7 separate regions of the Mus musculus genome follow, and all the other regions are linked to region 2. Evidence: chromatin contacts called from public HiCAR-type, HiChIP or PLAC-seq and promoter capture Hi-C data. All regions are on one chromosome and are shown on one strand. The core of a region is the stretch at or near the end of the contact, and the rest is flanking DNA. Distances in the headings are between cores, read along the strand shown. Region 1 holds the start of Sav1 (salvador family WW domain containing 1). Region 2 holds the start of Actr10 (ARP10 actin-related protein 10). Region 3 overlaps Nin (ninein). Region 4 overlaps Atl1 (atlastin GTPase 1). Region 5 holds the start of Daam1 (dishevelled associated activator of morphogenesis 1). Region 6 overlaps Nin (ninein). Region 7 has its middle 23 kb from the start of Abhd12b.

The links. Promoter capture Hi-C pulls out the DNA fragments that hold promoters and counts their contacts. HiCAR-type assays count read pairs that join an accessible place to other places. HiChIP or PLAC-seq counts read pairs in DNA pulled down with a chosen protein or histone mark. Capture Hi-C pulls out chosen DNA fragments and counts their contacts.
Region 1: a HiCAR-type map of astrocytes shows a contact between it and region 2, with 4 times the contacts expected there. The contact joins the promoter of Sav1 here to the promoter of Actr10 in region 2. A contact is called at or near these places in 7 of 39 promoter capture datasets (the HPC-7 cell line, cranial neural crest, embryonic stem cells and 3 more), 1 of 484 Hi-C or Micro-C datasets (B cells), 6 of 115 datasets of contacts at active chromatin or transcription factors (astrocytes, bone marrow-derived macrophages, embryonic forebrain and 3 more) and 2 of 9 other capture datasets (adipose tissue and macrophages).
Region 3: a contact with region 2 is called in a promoter capture Hi-C map of hippocampal neurons, with 3 times the contacts expected there. The contact joins the enhancer-like site here to the promoter of Actr10 in region 2. A contact is called at or near these places in 3 of 39 promoter capture datasets (the 3T3-L1 cell line, the SN4741 cell line and hippocampal neurons), 3 of 115 datasets of contacts at active chromatin or transcription factors (astrocytes, bone marrow-derived macrophages and pro-B cells) and 1 of 9 other capture datasets (embryonic stem cells).
Region 4: a contact with region 2 is called in an H3K27ac HiChIP or PLAC-seq map of embryonic stem cells, with 5 times the contacts expected there. The contact joins the enhancer-like site here to the promoter of Actr10 in region 2. A contact is called at or near these places in 7 of 39 promoter capture datasets (the 3T3-L1 cell line, the C10 cell line, the HPC-7 cell line and 3 more) and 5 of 115 datasets of contacts at active chromatin or transcription factors (the NIH/3T3 cell line, astrocytes, bone marrow-derived macrophages and 2 more).
Region 5: a contact with region 2 is called in a promoter capture Hi-C map of adipose tissue, with 2.4 times the contacts expected there. The contact joins the promoter of Daam1 here to the promoter of Actr10 in region 2.
Region 6: a contact with region 2 is called in an H3K4me3 HiChIP or PLAC-seq map of bone marrow-derived macrophages, with 4 times the contacts expected there. The contact joins the enhancer-like site here to the promoter of Actr10 in region 2. A contact is called at or near these places in 6 of 39 promoter capture datasets (the 3T3-L1 cell line, the C10 cell line, hippocampal neurons and 2 more), 1 of 484 Hi-C or Micro-C datasets (cortical neurons), 4 of 115 datasets of contacts at active chromatin or transcription factors (bone marrow-derived macrophages, forebrain, large pre-B cells and 1 more) and 2 of 9 other capture datasets (adipose tissue and liver).
Region 7: a contact with region 2 is called in a promoter capture Hi-C map of hippocampal neurons, with 2.5 times the contacts expected there. The contact joins the enhancer-like site here to the promoter of Actr10 in region 2. A contact is called at or near these places in 3 of 39 promoter capture datasets (the 3T3-L1 cell line, the C10 cell line and hippocampal neurons), 2 of 484 Hi-C or Micro-C datasets (B cells and cortical neurons), 4 of 115 datasets of contacts at active chromatin or transcription factors (astrocytes, bone marrow-derived macrophages, embryonic stem cells and 1 more) and 2 of 9 other capture datasets (adipose tissue and liver).

Annotation. Positions count from the first base shown.
Region 1 is chr12:69,985,155-69,988,460 of GRCm38.p6, reverse strand. Sav1 (salvador family WW domain containing 1) reads left to right here and starts at 1,459. Exons shown (of 5, transcript NM_022028.2): 1 at 1,459-1,787. The coding sequence starts at 1,694.
Region 2 is chr12:70,936,171-70,939,359 of GRCm38.p6, reverse strand. Actr10 (ARP10 actin-related protein 10) reads right to left here and starts at 1,503. Exons shown (of 13, transcript NM_019785.2): 1 at 1,329-1,503. The coding sequence starts at 1,405.
Region 3 is chr12:70,042,306-70,045,500 of GRCm38.p6, reverse strand. Nin (ninein) reads left to right here. Exons shown (of 29, transcript NM_001081453.1): 15 at 1-354; 16 at 1,249-3,195. Among named protein-coding and RNA genes, the nearest start is that of Gm23579, 49 kb to the right of the region's middle. Within about 2 kb of position 1,925, at least 28 of the 459 cell types and tissues checked have an H3K27ac peak or open chromatin away from gene starts, as enhancers often do. A contact at or near this core is called in hippocampal neurons, where this site is marked.
Region 4 is chr12:69,936,486-69,939,311 of GRCm38.p6, reverse strand. Atl1 (atlastin GTPase 1) reads right to left here. Exons shown (of 15, transcript NM_178628.5): 7 at 2,181-2,237. Among named protein-coding and RNA genes, the nearest start is that of Gm52003, 35 kb to the left of the region's middle. Within about 2 kb of position 1,376, at least 8 of the 459 cell types and tissues checked have an H3K27ac peak or open chromatin away from gene starts, as enhancers often do. A contact at or near this core is called in embryonic stem cells, where this site is marked.
Region 5 is chr12:71,829,428-71,832,709 of GRCm38.p6, reverse strand. It overlaps Daam1 (dishevelled associated activator of morphogenesis 1), which reads right to left and starts at 1,642. Exons shown (of 26, transcript NM_026102.3): 1 at 1,379-1,642.
Region 6 is chr12:70,010,584-70,013,444 of GRCm38.p6, reverse strand. It overlaps Nin (ninein), which reads left to right. Exons shown (of 29, transcript NM_001081453.1): 29 at 1-2,010. Among named protein-coding and RNA genes, the nearest start is that of Gm23579, 17 kb to the right of the region's middle. Within about 2 kb of position 1,579, at least 7 of the 459 cell types and tissues checked have an H3K27ac peak or open chromatin away from gene starts, as enhancers often do. A contact at or near this core is called in bone marrow-derived macrophages, where this site is marked.
Region 7 is chr12:70,129,656-70,132,626 of GRCm38.p6, reverse strand. No RefSeq gene overlaps it. Among named protein-coding and RNA genes, the nearest start is that of Abhd12b, 23 kb to the left of the region's middle. Within about 2 kb of position 1,291, at least 27 of the 459 cell types and tissues checked have an H3K27ac peak or open chromatin away from gene starts, as enhancers often do. A contact at or near this core is called in cortical neurons, forebrain and hippocampal neurons, where this site is marked.

The DNA of each region.
Region 1 (3,306 bases), core at 210-2,709, 950 kb after region 2:
CTCCCCCATTCAGTCTACTCTCACACAGCATCCAAAGTGATCGCATTAAATACGTCTCTCCTCTACTCCAAAGGCCTAGGTGGGTGGCCAGTTACCAAGGAACTTCATTTCCCTCTACTCTTCTCTGTTCCAGTTCCAGCTACGTGACCCTCTTCCTATTCCTACAATGAGCCAGAAACACGACCACTTGCAGTGACTTGCATTTGCTCTTCTGAGGCCTCACTCCAGATAGCACCATAGCAAGCTAATTCCAGCATTGCCTTCTCACTGGCTTCATTATCCGACCCCCTTTCCAAGCTGTGGGATCTCTCTTGTTTATGCTTCCTTCAGCGCTCACTCTGTTACATACTATGGCTTACTAGTTTTATTTTTTGTGATCTCTCTTCCCCATAACCGCAGGACCTTTGTTGTTATATCCCAGACACCTAAAACAGCACCTTGGATGCTGGGTGCTCAATAAAATATTTGTTATAGGATTATAGGGACCTTTAACAAGGAAACATTTCATAAAAACACAGGAGACAGACAACTGATTAAATGTCTTTGTGCATGGCTAAAAAAAAGAGCAGTTTGGTGTCTTGTTCTGAGGTTGGTGTTTTGCTTCTGTGTTTTAAGCACATTCTCTTCATTATGAAAGCCTTACTTTGATCAAGAGGAGTGAGTCCCAATCTTATTCTCCAAGTTATTCTGTGTACCTGAGCGAGTTAAAGAGAACAAAGTAGAATCTGATATATTAGATAGAAAACTCCCAGTTCTGAACTCTGGTGCTCAAAGGCTTCAAAATTCTAAGACTTAACTGCAAGAGAAGGCATGTGGTTATTAAGAATACATATTAAAATGATGAAATAAATACACTAACGTCAAATTTATCTTAGGAGCTGTAGAAACTCCATCTTCTTTTTTAATCCGAAAGCGCGGATGGGGATGGGGGGCACAAAAGGGGGTGGGCTACCAAGGGTTGGGGGAGATAATAAGAGGACAGAAGAAACGGAGACTCAGTTTTTACAGTAGTCACGCTGTCACCAGAAGAGTCATCTGTGTTACTAGGTGTAGCCCTCGCGGTCCCAGCACACCCGAGGGCTGCCTTCCCTCAGCAACCAGGACACGCGGCTGCGGTTGCGGGAAGCAGGGCGGTAGGCAAGTCCAAGGCGAGAGCCGCTCGCCGCCCAGCGGGCTCCGGACCGCCCGGACTCCAGCTCCCCAGCGGCGGGAGCCGGCCCGCGCAGCCGCACTGAGGGCCGCGATGGTCGCCACACCCGGCCCGTTAGCCGCCCGCCCGTCGCGAGTCGCCGCACGCAGCCGCGTCCGCGCCCGGCGGGGGAGGGGCGGCCCGTGCGCGTCGGCTTTCCCAGCATTCCCAGCGGCGCGGGGAAAGTTTACCGGACGTAGGCGGTGGCCGCAGCGGTAGCGGCTCCGGGCGGCGGACCATGGCCCTGGTGGGCGGCCGCGGCCCTGTCCCAAGGCGGCCTCGGGCGGCGTCGTTGAGCCGGCTGACTTCCCGGGAGGAGCTGCCCTGCGACTGAGCGGCGGCGGGCGCGCTTAGCGCGGCCAACATGCGGCGGAGCCTGCGGGCGGGCGCGGGCGGCGGAGACCCGAGGCGAAGGCGGCGGCGGCGGCCCGGGAGGCGGCGGCGGGCGGCAGGCTCGCGGCCCTAGCGAGGCTGCTGGGGCGGCGGCGGGAGTCGTCCGCGAGGATGCTGTCCCGCAAGAAAACCAAAAACGAGGTGTCTAAGCCGGCCGAGGTGCAGGGCAAGTACGTGAAGAAGGAGACGTCGCCCCTGCTGCGGAGTGAGTGTCGTGGGCGGTGGCGGGTGGGGACCCGGCGCAGCCTCGGGTGGTGCTGGAAGACCGACTCTGGGAAATGCATGGCTGTCCGTGGTGTTGGGGAAAAAGTGCTTCGACCCGGGCACCTCTCTGCTGGGTACGTCCGGGCCCCGCGTTTGCGACCATCGCAGCGCCACTCGTCGGCTCACGCACTCGCACACGCACACACACACGCGAGAGTGGATTCCTTCCTTAGTCCTGCAGCGGGACACAAACTTGTGAGGCAAAGAACCTGATACTTGATACTTGTAGCCACTACCAGCGTCCTAAGTAACACACACACACACACACACACACACACACACACACACACACACACACGAGAGACTTGATACTTGTAGCCACTACCAGCGCCCTAAGTAACACACACACACACACACACACACACACACACACACACACACACACACACACACACACACACACACACACACGAGAGAGAGACTGGATTCCTTAGTCCTTCAGCGGGACACAGACTTGTGAGGCAAAGAACCTGATACTTGTAGCCACTACCCAGAGTCTTTTCATTTCCCAGAGTAGACAAGCCATTAACGTATTTGGATTAGGCTTTGCTCCTAAAATTAAAAAAAGCAAAGTATTCAGAATAATTTCAGCCATACCAGGCAAGTTCCTAACTTTATTCCTCTTTCCGACATATGTTCCGTCCCCTCCCGTACGTAGCTTTTCTTCTCCGTTTAAAATATTTGAGTTTTTAACTTGAACGCCTTGATTCTCCTTTTTTAAAATTCTTGGGTAGTCAGAGAGCTAATCCTTTGGTTCTCATTCTAGGAGCTGGACCCCTTGTGTAAGTTTCCTTCTTGGAAACTGGAAGTAACCGTGTGACTTAAATTAAGCATTACCTCATATTGTAATTGGGAAAGCTGCTCACAGGGGTTCCTAGTATTTGCCCAAGATCCCGCAGAAAGGGGTGGAGAGCATATTTTTCCATTGTGACCATGTGTCCAGCCTTACAGGTTCTGTTAGTAGTTGGAGTGCTAGACAACACAGTTGGTGGGGTGGATGTGTCAGTAACTGAAACCATTTTTAAGAGCTTGTTTTTCTGTTTTTTTTAGGTGATAGCTTGCTTTTTGCTGCAAATAAAGTTTATTAAGCATCATTTGAAGTCATGCCACTTGTTGAGTCTTTTAGTGAGTGACTCCATACAGAATTTGTGTCATCGACAGTTAATTATTCCAATATTAAGTTACTGTAGTGTTAGCTTCTGACACCCTTAGTGACATTGATTTAATGAATTCAGAAAATGTGTTCTATATCCAGGTTTCATATTTTAAAGGTAGTTGCTTTCTAAGAACATGAAAGCTGTTTGCACATTCAAATCAGCAGCCATGACCTTGGTTTGGGTTATCTGCTTTTAAAGGAGCCATAATTCTTTCCAGGCTTTTTCAGTAGATCCAGGGTTTGTGTGCATCTTTGGAAGTAGATGACTTTATTTTTCAGTTTCCACACTGAAAGGTCTTGCTTT
Region 2 (3,189 bases), core at 254-2,753:
TTTTTCTTCCCCCGCCTGGGCACTGTTCCCCTGTGCCTAGACATCTCTCTCCATTTTCACTTCAATGTTACTTATATTCAGTGCTCCTCAAAGTCCTCAAGGACTTTGTAATGATGTAGCTTAAGTTCTGCCTTTGAAAACTTTTATGTCCTTCTGTCTTCAATCACATCCCTATATAATAATTTATATTTTCAATGTATAGCCACAATAATTATTTTCAGGTAGTAATCTCTACTTATTATATTAATGTTTTTTAAAAAAGTAAGATGAATATGGGAGAGTCAGAGAAGGAGAGGATAATCAAGAACTATGTTTAATCCAATTCTGTAGCTTCTAAGGACCAATTTTTAAGTCTGTTCTTATGACCATTTATTTAATAGTTGCTTAACATCTATTACAGGTTAGGAAGTGTTTAAAATATGCAAAAATAATCCACACATCTGTTTCATATATAACTTCACCTCAAACACATAATATGTATATATGATGGAACTCTCAGCTTTCTGGAGCCTAATATGTATTTCATACACAACATCACTTTATATATACATATATGTCATGTAATTCTGTGTTGTTCTTGAGTCCAATACAAGGACTCTTAAATGGATGGTCCAAAGAACTTAAAACCGTCCAGCATCCTCTCATACTGTCCAGATGTTCCAAGGCTTGTGAATTTGTGTTTTGCTATCTCTACCTTTGACTGCCACTTCGAGGACCACTACTCCCGTGCTTACAAACTGCTTTTTTAAAGTGCAAAATGTGGGTCTAAGAGTATTATAAGGTAACCAACAATTTCCCGTCTCATTTCTATGCGGCTTCCTGTCTTCATGTGCCAGGGCTCCATAGCTGATTTCCTACACTCCTGGAGAACAATCTATTTCCAGAACCAATGGGGCTCCATCCCATAAATGTTTTATGGTGGAAAGAGTCAGCAAGCGTTACAATTCGATGGTTTCCTTCCAATCTGACCCAGCCAGAGGCAAGCACAATCTGGGTCATCGCTGTCAAAAGTTAAAGTGATGGCCCCTGATCACCTTAGACGGGGGTGGGGTGGGGGACACCGTTCCCCGAGCTTCCTGGGCTTCTCTAGGAGTCCAGATCCCACTCAGGCCACCAGATCCTACAGGTTCGCATTGCCCAAGAGAGTCCTCCCTGACAACACATTCATCACTGAGTGTGGACTGAGCTTTGCCTTAAGGCAACGATGTGAGCTAGCATTCGCGGGATCGCCGGGGGAAGGTCCCGGGTGCCCAGCGGGCCTAAAGACGGTTGCCAGTCCGGGACCACCGGCACGTCCCTCGGGCCCACAGCCGCCCATGGCCACTCACTTGGTGAAAGCTTCTCCTAGGTCGATCACGACTGCTGTCTTCTCGCCGCCGCTCCCAAGGCCCTCGTAGAGCGGCATCTTTGAGAGACCGACGTAGAGAGGGTGAAGTGGTCCGCCCGGCGGGGGGGCTGCCTCAGCGCGGGGGCGGGGCGGGGTCCTCACAAAGCCGAGGACCCGGGCTGGCCAAGGAGAGGCCTGACGTCGCGGAGGCCGAGGCGGTCAGGCGCGCCGGACACCTTAGAGGGGCGGAGCCTCCCGGGTCCTCTCGCTCAGCGGCCGGGGGCGCCTGCGCGGCGTAGTAAGGATTTTTAGCGGCTTAGGAGGGGAGGCAGGAACTTGAGATCGCTTTCTCATTCTCCAGTTCTGTGTTGGTCGTTTATCATGACATTTAGTCGCCGCAATGAACACACAAGATAGAGTCTGCTCAGAAGAGATTGGCTTTCACTCTCCCCGAAGCAGTTCTAGAAAAGGATCCTAAGATCTAAATTCAAAACTTGGATTGGGAAGGCGGAAATGCTCCTTAATTACAGCAGTATTTGTGGTGGTTTACATGCGAACGCCCCCCCCCCCCCCCCCCCCGCGCGCCTAGGCTCATCTGTTTGAATGCTTAGTCACCGAGGACTGGAACAGTTTTGGAAGGATATGGAGATTTGACCTTGGAGGAGGTGTGTCACTGGGAGTGGACTTTGGGGTTTAAAAAGCCCACACTAGGCGCAGCTCTCTCCTCCCTGCCTCCTCTGCCCCCAACCCCCACCCCGGACCCTTGTTGCCTGGCAATTAAGATGTAAAGCTCTCAGCTACTGCTTCATTGCCATGCCTGCCCGCCACCCCACCCCCCCATCATTAACTAAAACTGTAAGCAGGTCCCCGATTGACGATTCCTTTTATAAGAGTTGTCTTAGTCATGTTGTCTCTTCCCAGAAATAGAATAGTTACTAAGACAGCAGTTCTTGCCTGTTGCTGGGGAGATTGATTGGATTTCTAGAAGAGGAGAAACCAGGTGTCATGGTGGCAAGATGCAAAGATATGATCAAAGCATATACATGAAATCGAGAACAAATAAATAAAAATTTAATAAGGAGAATATCGTGGTTATTTTAGCAGAAAGAAAAAAAGAATGAACACAAAACAAATATATTCCTTAATAATCTCAGATGTTTGAATGGAACCTCTTGTGGAGTATTTTTTAAAAAGAAAGATTTAAGAGTACATTAAAAAAACAAACAAACAAAAAAAACCCTGATTTATTTCTCTTGCTGGCTGGAAGCAAAGAATGTTGACCCAACTGAAAAAACTGTCCAGACAGTCTGCAAAAGAGACATTTTCTCACAGTCATCTAACAAAAATCCCAGCACTGGGCAAGGAGATGCTGTTTGAGCAGTTTGTCAGAGATGTCCAAGAAACTCCCCAAACAAGCTTTGCTGTTGCTCTTAGTTGCATTGCAGAGGTTGAGGATAAGTCGTTGTTGCTAAGACACCATGCACTTTAGACAGAGGACCCAGAGGTTCTAACCAGAAAGCCTCCTCCCTGAGAACTAGCTTTCATGGTACCAGAAGGCTCCATACAAGCTTTCAAAGAAGGGAAACCAGTCTTACCCAACCATGATATTCATAAACAGACACACACAAGCTGGTGTGTGTGTGTGTGTGTGTGTGTGTGTGTGTGTGTGTAATGAGATTAAAGAAACAGAGACCATCGATTTGAGAGAGCAAAGGTGTGGCACAGGAAGGGTTAGAGCGAGGATGGAAACGAAAAGAGGTGAACAATGTATTTGCATTTTAATTTGAAAACTGAAGATAATAGAAACTGTTCAAACAAGAACATTAAAACAGCCAATAAACTATGTTCAAGCCTGAAACATG
Region 3 (3,195 bases), core at 676-3,175, 890 kb after region 2:
CCTGGAAGGGCAGGCAGCCGTGCTGAGGGAGGCCCACCACAAGGCCAGCTGCAGGCACGAGGAGGAAAAGAGACAACTGCAAATGGCGTTCGATGAGGAAAAGGCTCAGCTCCAGGAGGAGCTGCGGCAGGAGCATGAGAGGGAGCTCCAGGCCAGGCTGCAGCAGGCAGCGGAGAGCTTTCGCCAGGAGAGAGAGGGACTCGCCCAGGCTGCCTGGACTGAGGAGAAGGTGAGAGGCTTGGAGCAATCTTACCAGGAGCAGCTGCTGAGCCTGGAGGAGAAGCATGCTCTAGAGAAAGAAGAGCTGAGGGAAGAGCTCTCGGAACATCACCGAAGGGAACTCCAGGAGGGAAGGTAAGAAAATGAGGGGACCGTGAACTACTGGACACTCTTTCTCCGGAGTTCCTGTCAGCCAGGGAGGACTGGAAAACGGGATCGGGGTTGGGGGAGCAGAGCAGAGCAGCCCATGGATTTGAGTAGGTTCTTTCAAAGTTAATCAAACTAGTTTTGTCTTGTTCACCAGGAAGTCTCCTTTGGTCATTGGAACTGTTCTGGTGTGTATGTATGTGGGAGAGGGAGGGAAGACAGGCAGTCAGAGGAACTGTCCCTGCGTGACACTTACTGTCTTCCTGTGCTCAGATGAGGACCAGATCCTTTCTACTGCAATGCTGTCTGATGCTCTCTGAGGAAACCCATTCGTACACTGGATTTGGAATACTCATATTTATTCCCCTTTACGAAATGGCATATTGTGTTTACTGTCCTTGTGTGAAATCCCAGGTATAACTGAGAGATTTCGAGTTTCCCACCCTGTTTAATGCAGAGCTCTTTTGTTAATTAAGCAAAAACAGAAGAGAGTTATTAATGTGCCTGTTTTATGCAGCTGAAATCCTATGGTGCCTCTTTCAAAATATTTCCCAGCTGAGGAGTGAGGTCACTATGTCTTTGGTCATTCAATGTGAAATGCCAGTATAAGGCATCATTAAACCACATAAGTACATTCAGGAAGCCTATTAAAGGATTTGGTTTCGTAAGCTCCCCCTGCTTCAGAGAAAGATAAGTTTCCTGGATTCCTGGTCCCCAGAAGAAAGAGCCTCTCCCCGAACACACGAATGGCCTAGGAACCAGAGCATTGTAGGAAGTGGTCCCATTGTCTGCCCGGCAGCCTCCTTTTTGTATGGGAAAATGTTGGGTTTGCTTCCGGAGTTGGCAGCAGTCTCAGTAATGCTGTCTGTTGACCACATTTAGGGAAGAAATGGAAACAGAGTGTAATAGAAGAGTCTCTCAGATAGAAGCCCAGTGCCAGGCTGACTGTGAGAAAGTCACTGAGCACTGTGAACAAACTCTGCAAAGCCTCGAGGTTCGCCACCGCCAGGAGCTGAGGGACCTCTTGGACCAGCACCTGGAGGAAAGGTCTCAGTGGGAGTTTGAGAAGGATGAGCTTACACAAGAGTGCACAGATGCCCAGGAGCAGCTGAAGGAGGCGCTCCAGAGGGAGAGGGCGACCGCTGCGGCCATGAAGCAGGAACAGGAGATACTGGAGAGGACATACAAGGACCGTTTGAATATCCTGAGCACGGAAAGAAAGCAGCTGCTGCAAGACCTGAAAGACCTACAGAACGCATCTGAGAGCCAGCATGGCCTCCTGTCTGGCCAGATACTTGAGCTGAAGAGAAGTCAGGAGAGAGAACTGAGGGACCAAGGGCAGGCGCTATGCCAGACGGGGGTCTCTGAGCAGCTGGCCAGCCAGCAGCTCGAAAGGCTCCGGGTTGAGCATGAGCAAGAGAGGCGAGAAATGACGGGCAAGCTTGCCGCCCTGGAGAGCGCCCACAGAGCAAGCCTTGAGAGAGCAGATCAAGAGAAGGCGGAGATGAGCACAGAAATCTGCAGGCTTCAGAATACAGTCAAGGACATGCAGCAGGCAGCATCTCTCTTGATGCTTCAGGGTGGCTGCCAGGCAACGGCAGGGGAGGAGGCAGAAGGAGATGGAGCCATGTCCCTGCTTCAGCAAGGCGAGCAGCTATTGGAAGAAAACGGAGATGTCCTCATCAGCCTGCAGAGAGCTCACGAGCATGCAGTGAAGGAAAATGCAAAGATGGCTACTGAAATTTCCCGATTGCAGCAGAGGCTGAAGAAGTTAGAGCCGGGGTCGGTGATCTCGTCTTGTTTGGAGGAGGGGACGTCTGAGATTTCTGGAAGTTCCAGGGAACAAGTAGAACCCATAATGAAACAAGGTCCAGCCACCAAGCACTTCCTGAGCGATCTAGGAGACCACGAGGCCCGGGACCTGGCAAGTACCGGGACAAGCTCCGTTCAGAGGCAGGAGTGCAAAACCGAGGCGTCGGAAGCTTCCCTGGACTGCTTTTCTGAGCTTGAAAACAGTGAAGACACCAGGACCGAGTCCTGGGACCTCAAGAGTCAGATCAGCCAGCTTCGGGAGCAACTGACGGTCTTGCGAGCAGACTGCGATCGGGCTTCCGAGAGGAAACAGGACCTGCTTTTCGATATCTCTGTGCTGAAAAAGAAACTGAAGATGCTGGAGAGACTCCCGGAGGCATCTTCCAGGTATAAGGTATTATACGAGGATGCCGCCCGAGAAAACTCCTGCCTTCAGGAGGAGCTGAGACTTGTAGAGACGCGCTACGAGGAGTCGCTGGACAGCAACAAAGAGCTTACGGCGGAGGTCTACAGGTTGCAGGATGAGATGAAGAAAATGGAGGAGGTGATGGAGACGTTCCTCAGCCTGGAGAAGAGTTACGATGAGGTCAAAGTGGAAAATGAGGAACTCCGTGCTCTGGTGTTGAGACTTCAAGGGAAGATGGAGAAGGTGCTGGGAAGGGCCGCCCTGCAGGGTGACAGCTACGCCCTCTGGGAAGCCCCTTCAGAAAACCTGGAGGTCGCCTCGGATGAAAAGATGCTTGAACTCCGTCAGACTCCGAAAGAGTGTACGCCCAAGGTCGTGAGCATGCACCACATCATAGAAGAGTGTACACAAGAAACCCAGTGCTGTGAGCAGGGAAGCACGAAGCTCCTAGCTAGAATAAAAGCACACGAAATCGCCTGGTTCCACAGAGCAATTAAGACACATCCGGAAAAGCCTAGCGCGCAGAACCGAGTCATCCCGGAGGGAAGTGCTGCTCTCCTAGGCCTACAAGACAAGCATCTTCAGCAGGAGGCCACCATCGCAGAGTTAGA
Region 4 (2,826 bases), core at 127-2,626, 1.0 Mb after region 2:
GCAGGTACATGTGTTTCTGTGTGGTGGTGAGTTGCAAGTGTGTTAACATGCATGTAGAAACCAGCAAACAGCTTTAGGTGTCATTTCTCAGGAGCTGTTCATTTGGTTTTTGAGACAGGATCTTGTACTGGCCCAGAACTGTCCAAGTAAACAGTTGACATGGTGTGGTTCTCACGCTGCCAGAAGTGGCCTGTCTCCAGGCGCCCAGGGCTGGCTGTAGGAAACACAACTCAGAACAAGCACTTAGATGACTGAGCCGTTTCACCAGCCCCCAAACTTTCTTCTTACTGAAACTTCATAACCTCTACATGCTTCACCAATAAGCAGGATTCGCAAAAGATTTGTTTTTAGGACACTGGCATTTTTCTTAACCAAAGACATAATACCTGTCTGTCTGTCTGTCTGTTCCCTCCCCCGAGCCGTGTGTGTGTGTGTGTGTGTGTGTGTGTGTGTGTGTGTGTGTGTGTGTGTGTTCCTATTGGTTTATCTGGTCCTGTGTTAGGAACAGTGACTTGAGGTCTGTTTCTGGAATTTACAATCTAAGCATCAGTCCTGAGAGTAGAAAAGTCAAAGAAATATTCCAGCTGCCATGCAACACTTCAAAGCCACCTGACAGATGGACCAAAAAGAAACACAAGAGCACAGAAAATATTCTAACCCACACTGAAGATTTTTAAAGCAGGCTTGGTTTTGTTCTCTCTCCACACCTCCTCTACCCTTGCCTGGACTTCAGGGACAAATTGAGACCTGTCCTAAAGAATCCTCCACTAAGCTCTTCCAGGAGACAGCTCCTGGACGTCTTGAATGCAGTCTGATAGGAGACCTCCAAGTCACATGTACACTCTGAAGCCATCCCAGATCCCCACCCTCACAACTGTGACAGTCGTCTTCGTTTGTCACTTGGCCACAGAGAATGGAGAGCTTGTATCAGAGTAGTGTTTGCCTCAAGAGCTTCTCACTTTGTGGGCCCTTGTCAGTCACTGGTTACCCTGTGGCTCACATTCCTCTTGGACCCACCTTGGATGTTATACCTATCTGGAGCCTAGCTATGGCTTCCTTTGAGAAGCTTAAGCTGAAGGAGTTAGCTTTTAGATGGTATGGAAACTGCTTCTTCCTCCAGGCACTGTCTGAAGGGTATCCAACTCAATTCTAACTCTTGTCCTTGTAAAGGGCAGGACTTGAAGGACTGCAGCAGTAACTGACAGAGCTTAAGCCAAGCTCAGATGTTACCTTGATGTTAGCCACTGATCCCAGTGTTACTGGAGTTTTTAGGGCAAGTCTGGCCAGCTTCCATTCTCTCAATATGTCAGTAAGAGACAAAACAATGAGAAAGGGGACTTATTCAGCGTGGCTACACCGGAAAGGGGAACAAACAAAAGGGTCCAGTGACCCCGCCCCAAGCCTATTGTGGAGTACTGAGAGGTTTAGGTTTAACTACAAGGTAAGAACTGTGCACAGTTAAGCAGTACTGGAAAAGCACAGTGGTGCCTGTTAGATAGTTCCTCCTCTGGCTGGCAGGCCTGCAATCTTTTCCTTCCTCCAGCGCGGGAGTTTTTTAATTCTTTGGGATCTGGTATTGCAAAGGTCTGATAGCTGAAGGGATGAACACAAGTGACTCTTAGACCCCTAACACAGTGGCTCCACCAGCAGCAGCCTGGCTGGTTGCTCGTACACTCAGACAGGGAGGTTAATGTTAAGAAAGGAACTTGAAAAGCCTCTTCCCCAATATCTGCTCTGGTGTCAGTCAACTAAATTCAAGGAAAAGCTGATATCTCACATGAGTCAGATATCTAAGACACATTTTTACTTCCCAACATCTATCTCATCTTCATACCAAATAGCATGGAATAGGAATTTAAAACTCTTCCTTTTCTTCTTCTGAGACAGGGTCTCTTCCTCACCATGTAACTCTGGCTGGCCTTGATAATGTCCAGTGTACATCAGGCTGGCCCTGAACTCAGAGACATCCATCTGTTTCATATTCATAGCAATCTTCCTGCCTTGAACCCACAGACATCCTGTCTTCCTAGTGCTGGGATCAAAGACAAGTGTCACCACAGCCTACGATTGCTTCTTAAATGAAGTAAATCAAGGGAAACAACCATGACCCTGATTAAAATCATAGCTATGGATTCCATAAAAATCCAGGAAGAATTTTCCATCCTTCAACTTTTACCCACCTGAAAAGGCTTCAGGAATGTTTCTTCCATTGCCAACCTGCCATACTCAGTGAAAAGCTGGGAGGAGAATCCAAGAGAGGGGATGGGAAGGGAGAGGAGAGAGAGAGAGAGGAGATTCGTTTACTTGTTGGATTTCTTCTATTCATCCCCAGCTGTAACAGCATGCTACAGTATTAAGATTAAATAATAAAAACACATTCGTTATATAAAGCAGGGCTATAGTAATTACATATCTAAAAATTACAAACACAGTACAAAGAAACTCCCACTTTAAGCCTGTTTCTCTTTCTTCTCCATGTGTGCGTCATGTGTGCACATGATGTTCTGAGCACTTGCTCCAAAGGTAGACCCCAGCCCTAAAACTCATGTGTTGGATAAAACAAATGTACAAAGGAAGCACATGTGAAGAGACTTCTCACATGCAGGACTTACCTTGGCTTAAAGGGCCATAATACATAACATATGTAGCCCAAGGAAATTTAAAGGTACAACAACCTGGGTTACAAAATTAGGCATTTGGTTTTAAAAGTTGGAAATTGAATGAACTTTCTTCTTCTTCTTCTTCTTCTTCTTCTTTTTAAATTGCTTACAGTTAACAACAGGAAGCATGAGGAGAGGTTTTTGTTGTTGTTGTTGTTGTTTTTGG
Region 5 (3,282 bases), core at 393-2,892, 890 kb before region 2:
AAAAGCCCCAGACAATTCGCTTTGAGATGATGTATAGGCACATGGGAGGGGACAGGTCCAAAAATATGGTGTCCAAGCTATGTAGGAAAGAATATGGGGGAGTCCCAGAGCTGCTAGGAGGGTGAGGAAGAGGGAGCAGCTGGGCCCAGGGCAAACATTTGACCACACCCCCCCGACCACACCCTCCCAGCTGCCCGCAGAGCCACAACGAATTGAAACAGCAGTGCGAGCTGTTAAGATTCCAAAGGCAGAAGTCGCCATGGCAACCGGATTCGTCTTGCAGGCAAACTATGCTTCAATTCACTAGGTCCGGCTCAAATCTCAAGAAACTACCAATTCAATGGGGGCAAAACGGTCACGGGCAGCATTTGCTCTGGATGCTCTCCCAACATTGACGGTGGAGGAGAGAGACTGAGAGGAGGAATCTATTTCTGAGCACAGTAAAACATTTTATGGGGAGGGGACAGAACGTCCCAAACCTTGATTGTAAGCAACGTGCAAAGGACCGTAGAAGGGTTTGATGAATGTGAGTAAATGAACGAATGGAGCTGACGCAAAAAGGGAAAAGAAAAGCCAGAAGACTTTCGAGTTGTCCAGCCGGGCCGGGTCCGGTCGGGTCGGGCCCGGCCTCGCCTCGCCCTGCTCTCCTCTCTAGTCAGAAGACAAGCCAATCCCAAACAGCTGGTTTGGGCACCAGTTAGATAAACCCGATTATCCAGCCCTCCTGCCCCCACAGCGAACCTTATCATTAGGTTATCCACCACCCCATCACCACCATGGTTCTAAGGAGAGCGTTTAGCCCACGCCCAGGTGCCCTTTGCAGGGCTCCATTTGGCAGAGCCAAGACTGCGATACGCCCCTCGAAGCAGGACGCGGGGAACCCCATCCAGTCCCCCGGAGACGCAGCCTCCCCGCGCCGCAGCTAGCCGCCGGCTCGCGGCCTCCGCAATGCCAGGTTTCCTTCTTCTCTCTGCACACAGTAAACTCGGAGACTGCCTGGATTAGTCAGCCCCTCCGTTTTGAGTATGACTTGACCCGAAGGTGATAGGAATGGTAGGGGAATCGCGGTCACGGCCATGCCCACGGATCTTACAGAGCCAGCGGCCCAGGAGCGCCGCCCGCTGCCGCAGCTCCCTCAGCCCTGGCCCCGGGGAGCCTGTGGCCGGGAAGAAGAGAGATGTACCCGGCCGGCTCCACGGCCACCGAGCGCCTCGGAAAGAAAGAAGGGAGGGACCCCATCCTCGGGGATGCCTTCCTTCAGGCTCGCCTCGCTCCGAGCCGTGCTGCAGCCATTTTCCAAAGCCTAGATTGGCAGCTCGTAGCTGTCTCGGTCCTGTTCCCACCCAAACCCAACCTGAAGGACGAGTTTAATATTTACCTACTGGCCCCGGAGCTCCGGGAAGCAGCAGGAGGGCGCGCCGCGACAGCGCGAAGAACCAGCACGCCCACCCCGCGCCACGGTGCGGTGCCGCTAATGAATGAGTGCGGCGGGCGAGCCGAGGAGTCCCCTCACCTGAGCAGCCGCTGCATGCTGGAAAGGCCGCTCTGCGCTCCCGGTACAATGGGATCCGGTTAAACAGTTCCCTTCACAGCCGCTCGTAGGTTACCAACTCGCAGGTGACATCACCCTCGTCTCCTCTGATAGGACACAAGGTGGCACCCACTGCGCATGGACGCTTTGACTCGCCTTTAGGATTCTGGATGTTGTAGTCCTAGTCCTACAGACAGAGCCGAAACAGTCTCTCCATCCTCACGCTCAGGAACTACATTTACCGAGGTGCATCTCTGTCCCTCTGTGCCAGCCCCCTCCCCGCCCCCCAGACCCGCCCCCTCCCCGCCCTCCAGTTTAGCAGAACCAGTGGTGGTCAGTCAGAAGCCTAGGGGCATAATGTTTGGGGAAGAGGGCGAGGCACCCAGCGGCCGTGCCCTTTGACTTGACCTCTGATCCTGCCAGCGGGTAGGCTGCAGGACCAAGGGGCGTCCTGAACTCGCGCACACCCGCCAGGCACTTCTGTTCGGTTGGGCTCTCCTGCCCCCATCTGGGAAGGGTCCATAAAAGCCTTTCTCTTCCTTCCCTGCTCAAAACCACTAATTCATAGGACTCCAGGGGTTCTGGGTTGAATACTGAATCAGTATTTCCTCACATCCCCAAGGATCAAACAACGCCAGCCGCGGAAAAAAAGGAATCTCCTTGAACCACACTTTGGGTTAGTTCACCTTCCTCCTCTCTTTCCTTTTTTCCCTTTTAAACCAAGACCGAGTCGAGTGGTCAAGAAGAAAGCTGGGGACAACTTAGTTGGCTAACCTGAGAAAAACCGGCGGCTGTCACTAATGAAAATGCTGTGTAATAGAAGACAGAGACAGTCACCACAATCCTGCGTCTGAAAGCCTGCTGCTGTGGAGATAAAACTATCGAACAGCCATGCTTTTGTTCATCCCTTTAGGGACTTCCCGCTCTGGTGGCTCTCAGCTCCTCCGAAGATAACATGCATATCTCAAAGTTTTAGTTAATTACTCATATATAAAATTTTAAAATCCACAACACTCCCTCCACCCTTGTTCCCCGCACATTTCCTTTCAAAAATATAAAAATTTTAAGACCTTTAAGCAAACAGTACCCTTCAAGGATTGCCCCCGATCTTCAGACACTTTTATGTGTATTCAAGTGTTAGCAAAGGGTGTGAAGTGAAATTCTGACCCTTCTGGAAGATTTTGGTTTTAATACATAAAAGTTTTCGGTTTCATGATCTCATTCAATAACACCAAAGGTGAGAAACTTAAATAGAGGGAACAAATGTCCAAGTGTGTGTGTGTGTGTTTGGGGGTGGGGGGGGCTGTATTCATTCCACTCTCAATGGCACTGCTGTGATCAGCTCACACGCCCTCTTCCACCAGCAAAATTAAGATTTTGCTTCTCAGGAAATGAAGACTGACAATTAAAATTTCCAACTACTCTTCACCTAATTGCTGGTGGAATATCACATCACTACTTATCTTCCCTTTTCTGCTTCAAACACTAAGGCTCAAGTGAAATACGTTCTTGGAACTAGAGGAGCATCTCAGAGGAGAGGGAAAATGATGGGTTTTTTTGTTTGTTTGTTTGTTTGTTTGTTTGATTTTTGGGTTTTTTTTTTTTTTGTGTGTGTGAAAGAGGAGGTTGCTGTTGGATTCTGATCGTCTTTTGACAAGCCTATTCTGTACAGAGCAGAACCGTTTGTCTCCACAGAAGCAGGATATAACTTTGTTGCTCTTCTGATCTATTCTATTTCAAATATCTGAAGT
Region 6 (2,861 bases), core at 330-2,829, 930 kb after region 2:
ACAAGAGAAAAGTAAACCGCTGTGTTTGGGAAGGGACACAAGACAAGTCAGGCTGAGAAGTGACATGACTGTGAGGAAATCTTGAGCCATTTCCATTCCACCATGACTCTTTGGGACCCAACTATCGAGACCCACCAGCACAGAGCTCCCTCTACCAAGTTCATTACACTGTCTGTGCTCCAGCAGTTCACACTGGGTTTGCACTACTATGCCTATCAGAAGATCCTGATTTCCCACTGGGGAAAGAATCAATCTTTCCCTAGAGTCATACATCTAAATATTTGACCACTGGCACTATGCCTCCTCTAAATCTTTCTACTCAGTACTTGTATTAGCTTTAGCAGAAAACTGTGTCGAGGCCTAGACTCAGGTCAGAGGTAAACTGTGTCGTATGAAGTAGTCCTGTGGAAGCTTCAGGTTCTGAAGGTTAATTTCACTGGAACTAAACAGCAAGCACATTTCTCCAACAGCTGCCTGCCATGGGGCCTTCTGTGTGTGCTTCTTAATTTTATTTTATATTATAAAAAGTATAGGTTGGTGTTTCTTATAAATTTGTATTCATGTGTACATAAAGAGTTGTACAATGACTGTAAATATGATTTTTTGAAAAGTTTTAGAGTTCATTTAGAATTGTTTCACCCAAAATCAAAATGCTACTTTAGTAAAATGTTAATTTCTTGCTTTACCCCACTTACTAAATAGGGAGGAGGGAAGATCAATATGAGAAATGTCTATAGATATCTTAAACTTATACATTCATGCAGCAGTTTATATTTTAGAAATCTTTTAGCAAGGGAGTTTAACTGCCATGTAGAATATAGCTTAAAGCTTTAAAAACATCAAATGTAAAATCATACAATCATGTGTTGATTTAACTCTCAGACTTTCTTCCCAGTGGCGCTCTCCAAAATCACAAGTTATGTGTTTTATGGCCATAGCTACTTTTTCTTTTTCTTTTCCTTTTTCTTTTTCAAGCACTGGGTTTAGACTCTAAGACATTGCTGGGAAGCGCTCCATTGCCCTGTCTGCTGTCTTCTCATTTTTAAAAGCCTTACTCTGTTGTTTCCCCTAAGGGGAGAAAGGATTTATTTTATCCAAAGGCCTTTTCTCTTAAAGTGAGTTTGTGAGGGGAGAGAAGTCTGTGTGCTTTAGGATGAAGAACAGTATTTTCATTTGTTTTCAAAAGCTCTAATTTCAGCTAAGCCGTTTTAAATGTGAATCCCTCCTTGAAACTGCAATGTGCTATTTGTATATTTGACTATCAGCATGTTTTATATAAACAGATTATGAAAGACATCTTACAGGTCTAGAGTTTCAGTAATAAATCAATATTCAGGGCAGGTATTGAGAAACTTTAAAAAAAAAAAAGAAATAACTAAGGCTTCTTGGCAAACTTTTTTTAACATGTGGAAAATAAATGTGTGATTCCCCCCTTTTACTTCGCTGAGTAAAGAAAAAGAGAGCACTGCTATTGTCAGCATCTCTTAAAGGCATTCCCTGTCACAAAAGTCTGAGTCCAGTGTTAGTCGAGTCCTGTTCTGAATGGGTTGCCTGCAATGCTATAGCATTCCAGTGAGTCATTAGCCAAGCCAAAAGCTGGGTCGAAGCCTGAGGAGCAAAGCACTCGCTGGAAAGGCAGTCAGGAGAGCGTGGCTGCCCCTACTTGAACATCTTAGCACTGTGAAGATGGAGTTTCAGGCAGCTGGACAGCTATTTAATAGCAAATTAAAGTTGTGCCTTTTCATTTTGTTTTTTTGGATGATGCAAGGTAAGTTTATTCTCATTGTGAGAACATTACCATAACATGACTTAAAGGAATATTGATGAAAAACAAAACAATTAAAACCCAGAAGTAAAACCAAAATTAGCTGGAGTTAATCTAGAACCCACCCCGGAATTGTTTTCTGTTCAAGATTAATGTAAATATGTTTATATTGGTTTTGTAATTTCACTTTAGTCACTGTATCCCAGAAAGAGTTTAAAATGTAAATAAATAATTTTGCAAACATGCCTCTGGGTTTCTGCCTTGGAGTTTTGATGAGCAGTTTTGGTGTGTTTATTGTTAGACTTTTAATGAAAGTATGAAGATGTTGCAGGAAACAAGTCTACACATGCAGGGTCCTGGTCCCAGCTACATGCTAAGCCAGAACCATCATTTTAAGAAGATTGCACCAGGGGACTTGGAATGGTTCAGTGGCTAAGAATGTTTACTATCTTGAAGAGAGGATGACGATTCAGAGCCCAGCACCTCTATCAGACAGCTCAGCACTGCACCAGGGGATCCAGTGCCCTCCTGTGGCTCCCAAGAGCACTTGCATGCACACATGTGGAACACATAAAGCCATGGAGGTACACACTCATACACATAAATTAGGTAAAAAGAAGATTCCCCCAGGTGCTTTGATGTGAATTGGAGCAGAGATTCATCCCCTTCCCATCAAGGAAGTGGTGGAATTCAGACCCGCCAGCTTGTGGTGCTTCAGCTTGTAGCAGCAGGTAATTCACACAGTCTTGACTTAACCTTAGGAGGCCCTGCTTGGCATCCAGGATGCCTCGGAAGTGGAGCCACTTGACCATCTTCATCTGAGAGGTTCAGACTCTAACTGAGCTGCTCATAAATGACGACACAGATGATAAAAGACCCCAAAAGTAAACCAAAGCGCGCTGTTAATATGCCAAGCCCCGGAATGTGCAGGGGGGATGTTGGCTGACCTACGCCTATCTTAGAAGCCCTGTCTCATTCATTGTCAAAGGTTTTATGCCAATTTCACACTCTGCTTTTATGAGACAGGAACTATTTATCCCCAATTTACATATGGAAAAAAAAAAAACTGAAGCTTGCAAAAACTGAAACTCAAGGC
Region 7 (2,971 bases), core at 42-2,541, 810 kb after region 2:
TACATTTCATATGTTATCCTCTTTCCTGCTCCCGGCCCCCCAATCTGCCTATCCCACTCCCCCTCCTCCTGTTTCTATGAGGGTGATCCCCCACCCACTCACTCCTGCCTCCCTACCCTGACATTCCCCTACAGTGGGGCATCGAGCCTTCACATGACCAAGGGCCTCTCCTCCCATTGATGGCCGACAAGGCCATCCCCTGCTATATATGCAGCTGGGGCCATGGATCCCTGACATGGAGAAGCCATAATGACCTCTTTCCTCCAGCTAGGCCTCACCTCCGAAAGTTCCCAACACCGCCAAAAGTAGCATCACCAGCTAGTGCCAAGCATTCAACATGTGGCTGAGGGTATCTCGTATTAAAACCATAACAAATGTACAATTTGTAATCCGAGTACGTGGGAGACAGGGGCAGCAGGATTGCAAGCTCTAGGCAAGTCTGGGCTACAATAATATTTCACAAAAGCCAAAACAGGGTGGACAAGATGGCTTAGTAGGTAAAAGGTTTTGCCATACAAGCCTGATCAGAGTTCAATCCTCTGAACTCTTGTGGAAAAAGAGAACCAACCCCTGAAATTTGCCCCTGACTTTCATATGTGCTCCACTGCACACAGGCACGCGCATGTACACACACACACACACACACACACACACACACACACACACACAGTCACTTTATGGGTCTAGATTTTAAGATCTATTTTGAGATAATACTGAACCATCTCTACCCGTTCTGTGGTACATCCATTATAAAATATCTTTTATCTTTGGCAGCTCATGTTCTAAGGCTACAAAATACTCAATAAATACATAAACAAACATTAAGCAATGGAAGAGTGGGAAGAAGCCCTTAGCTTTCCCAGATACCCCGCCTATGAAGTGGTCCAGTTATAAATATAATCAACGAATACGTCTCCTGGGTATTACCTGGCAGCTTAAAAGAAAAAGATAGCGAGAGCTTGAAATGGGATGTAATGTCCAGCAAGGGGTGAGATTTCAGGCTCTTTCACTCTTCAGTACAAGAGATAGGGAGAGGAAAAAAAAAAACACTATTTAAATGCGTAGTCTCAAACAGTGAAGAAAGCTATCAGAAATCCCAGACTAAGTGTAGCCTGGGGATGGACTGACTACCACATCCTTTGAGGAAACTTATAAGGAAGGAACTCATCTGTGCGTTTCACCTGCGGGGCTAAAGAGCAGGAGGAACTTAGGCGCCACCCCCTTTCTCTGCCTCGGAGGAGGGGACGGAGGGGGGGAGGCAGCGGCAGAAGCTTCTGGACTCGCTGCAGCTGGTTTGGCAGATTGACAGGCACCTGGGCCCTGCTTTGGAAGTCAGGAGTAAAGGAATCGGAGCACTCGATCCTCTGTGTGAATTGATTTATTTTTTTAAAGGCGTTTTTAAATCGACAGAAGCCATTTTGCCCTTTCCGTTTCCGCATCTCCAAGACAGATGGAGCACCCGCAACAAAGCCAACCGAAGGCAGAGGATGCAGTCTGGGATATTAAAAATAAAATCTCTTCCAAATCTTCACAGCTCTTTTAAAAACACTTCCACCCAAGTGTTAAAGCATCTCGCTGCGGCGCCTAAAAATGGAAGAAGATGAGGTGCCCTGAGGCCTCTTATTTCAGAAGCAGCCAGAATTAATATTTATTTGCCAGGAAGGGCCTTTTAAACAATCAGCAAATGGGACCAAATTTAGTCACATGTGGACTTGAGAGTGATTATACCCCAGAGGGCTTTCCATTGCAAATCTCTAGGTGTAAAAATGTTGAATTGAATCCAGAACTAAAGCAAGCAGGCGCGCGTAATCAATACTCAAGTTCAATATTAATATCTTGTTAAGCTCCAATGAGACATTGCATTCCATTAAATATTTCAAAGCAACCCATGAAAAAGTTAGATTTTTGAGGTCTTATTTGAGTGCTATTGTACACAATTTAATATAGCTTATTCTTTATATTTTTTGTAATATTTAAAGCTTGTTCTTTTGTAATAATTAAAAATAGGAACCTATCAATAGTGGCTCGTGAGTTTTTCATTTTCTATGTGAAACTAATTTATTCTGAACCAGATGTAATTTGAGCTTCTCAAGGGGTAGATTAAACTTATGAAAGTATGTTCAAATATCACTGTTGGGTTGTTATCATCCAAAGAATACATTAATGTTGGGTTGAATAAAAATAAAATTAATATTTCCTCTTTCTTACTCTTCTACTGGAAGATATAAAAATTATTTGAAATAGATTATTGATGGAAATAAAACAAAAATTACTACTCTTTCTTAATTTGGTTTTTTTGTTGTTGTTGTTGTTGTTTTTGGTTTTTTCGAGACAGGGTTTCTCTGTGTAGCCCTGGCTGTCCTGGAACTCACTTTGTAGACCAGGCTGGCCTTGAACTCAGAAATCCGCCTGCCTCTGCCTCCCAAGTGCTGGGATTAAAGGTGTGTGCCACCACCGCCCAGCTACTCTTTCTTAATTATGGATTCTCCTTGAACTGGGATTTGATCTCAGTGCTAGGTACAGCAGACAAAAAAAGATAGTTGAGGCCCATCCAAGGCAGCTAGGGACACTGGCTTCAGTCCACAGCTCAGCTCAGCGCAGCTAATGAGCAAATGAGACACTTTGAGACAGCAGCAAGTGAAATGAAATTTGCTGCTTGACCTGATCGTGGCCAGGAAAGGGAATCTCAGGGAGCCTGGGTCGAGGTCGGGGAATTAGAAAATGTGTTTTCATGAAAATCAGCACTGTGAGGAGGGCATGGGAGAGGAAACCCCAAAGGCACTGCCAAGCATAAAGCTCTCAGTAATACCCGTGGAGCCTGGCATGTTCTCCCAGCACAAAGGTCGGTAGGACCAGAGTGTCGGAGAAAGTGGACTGGAGTGTAGAGAGAAACACAATCCCGGGAGTTAGGCTAGATTCGGTTATGCAGTAACAAGCAGGAGCCTTTGTCAAAAGAACCGACTGCATTGGA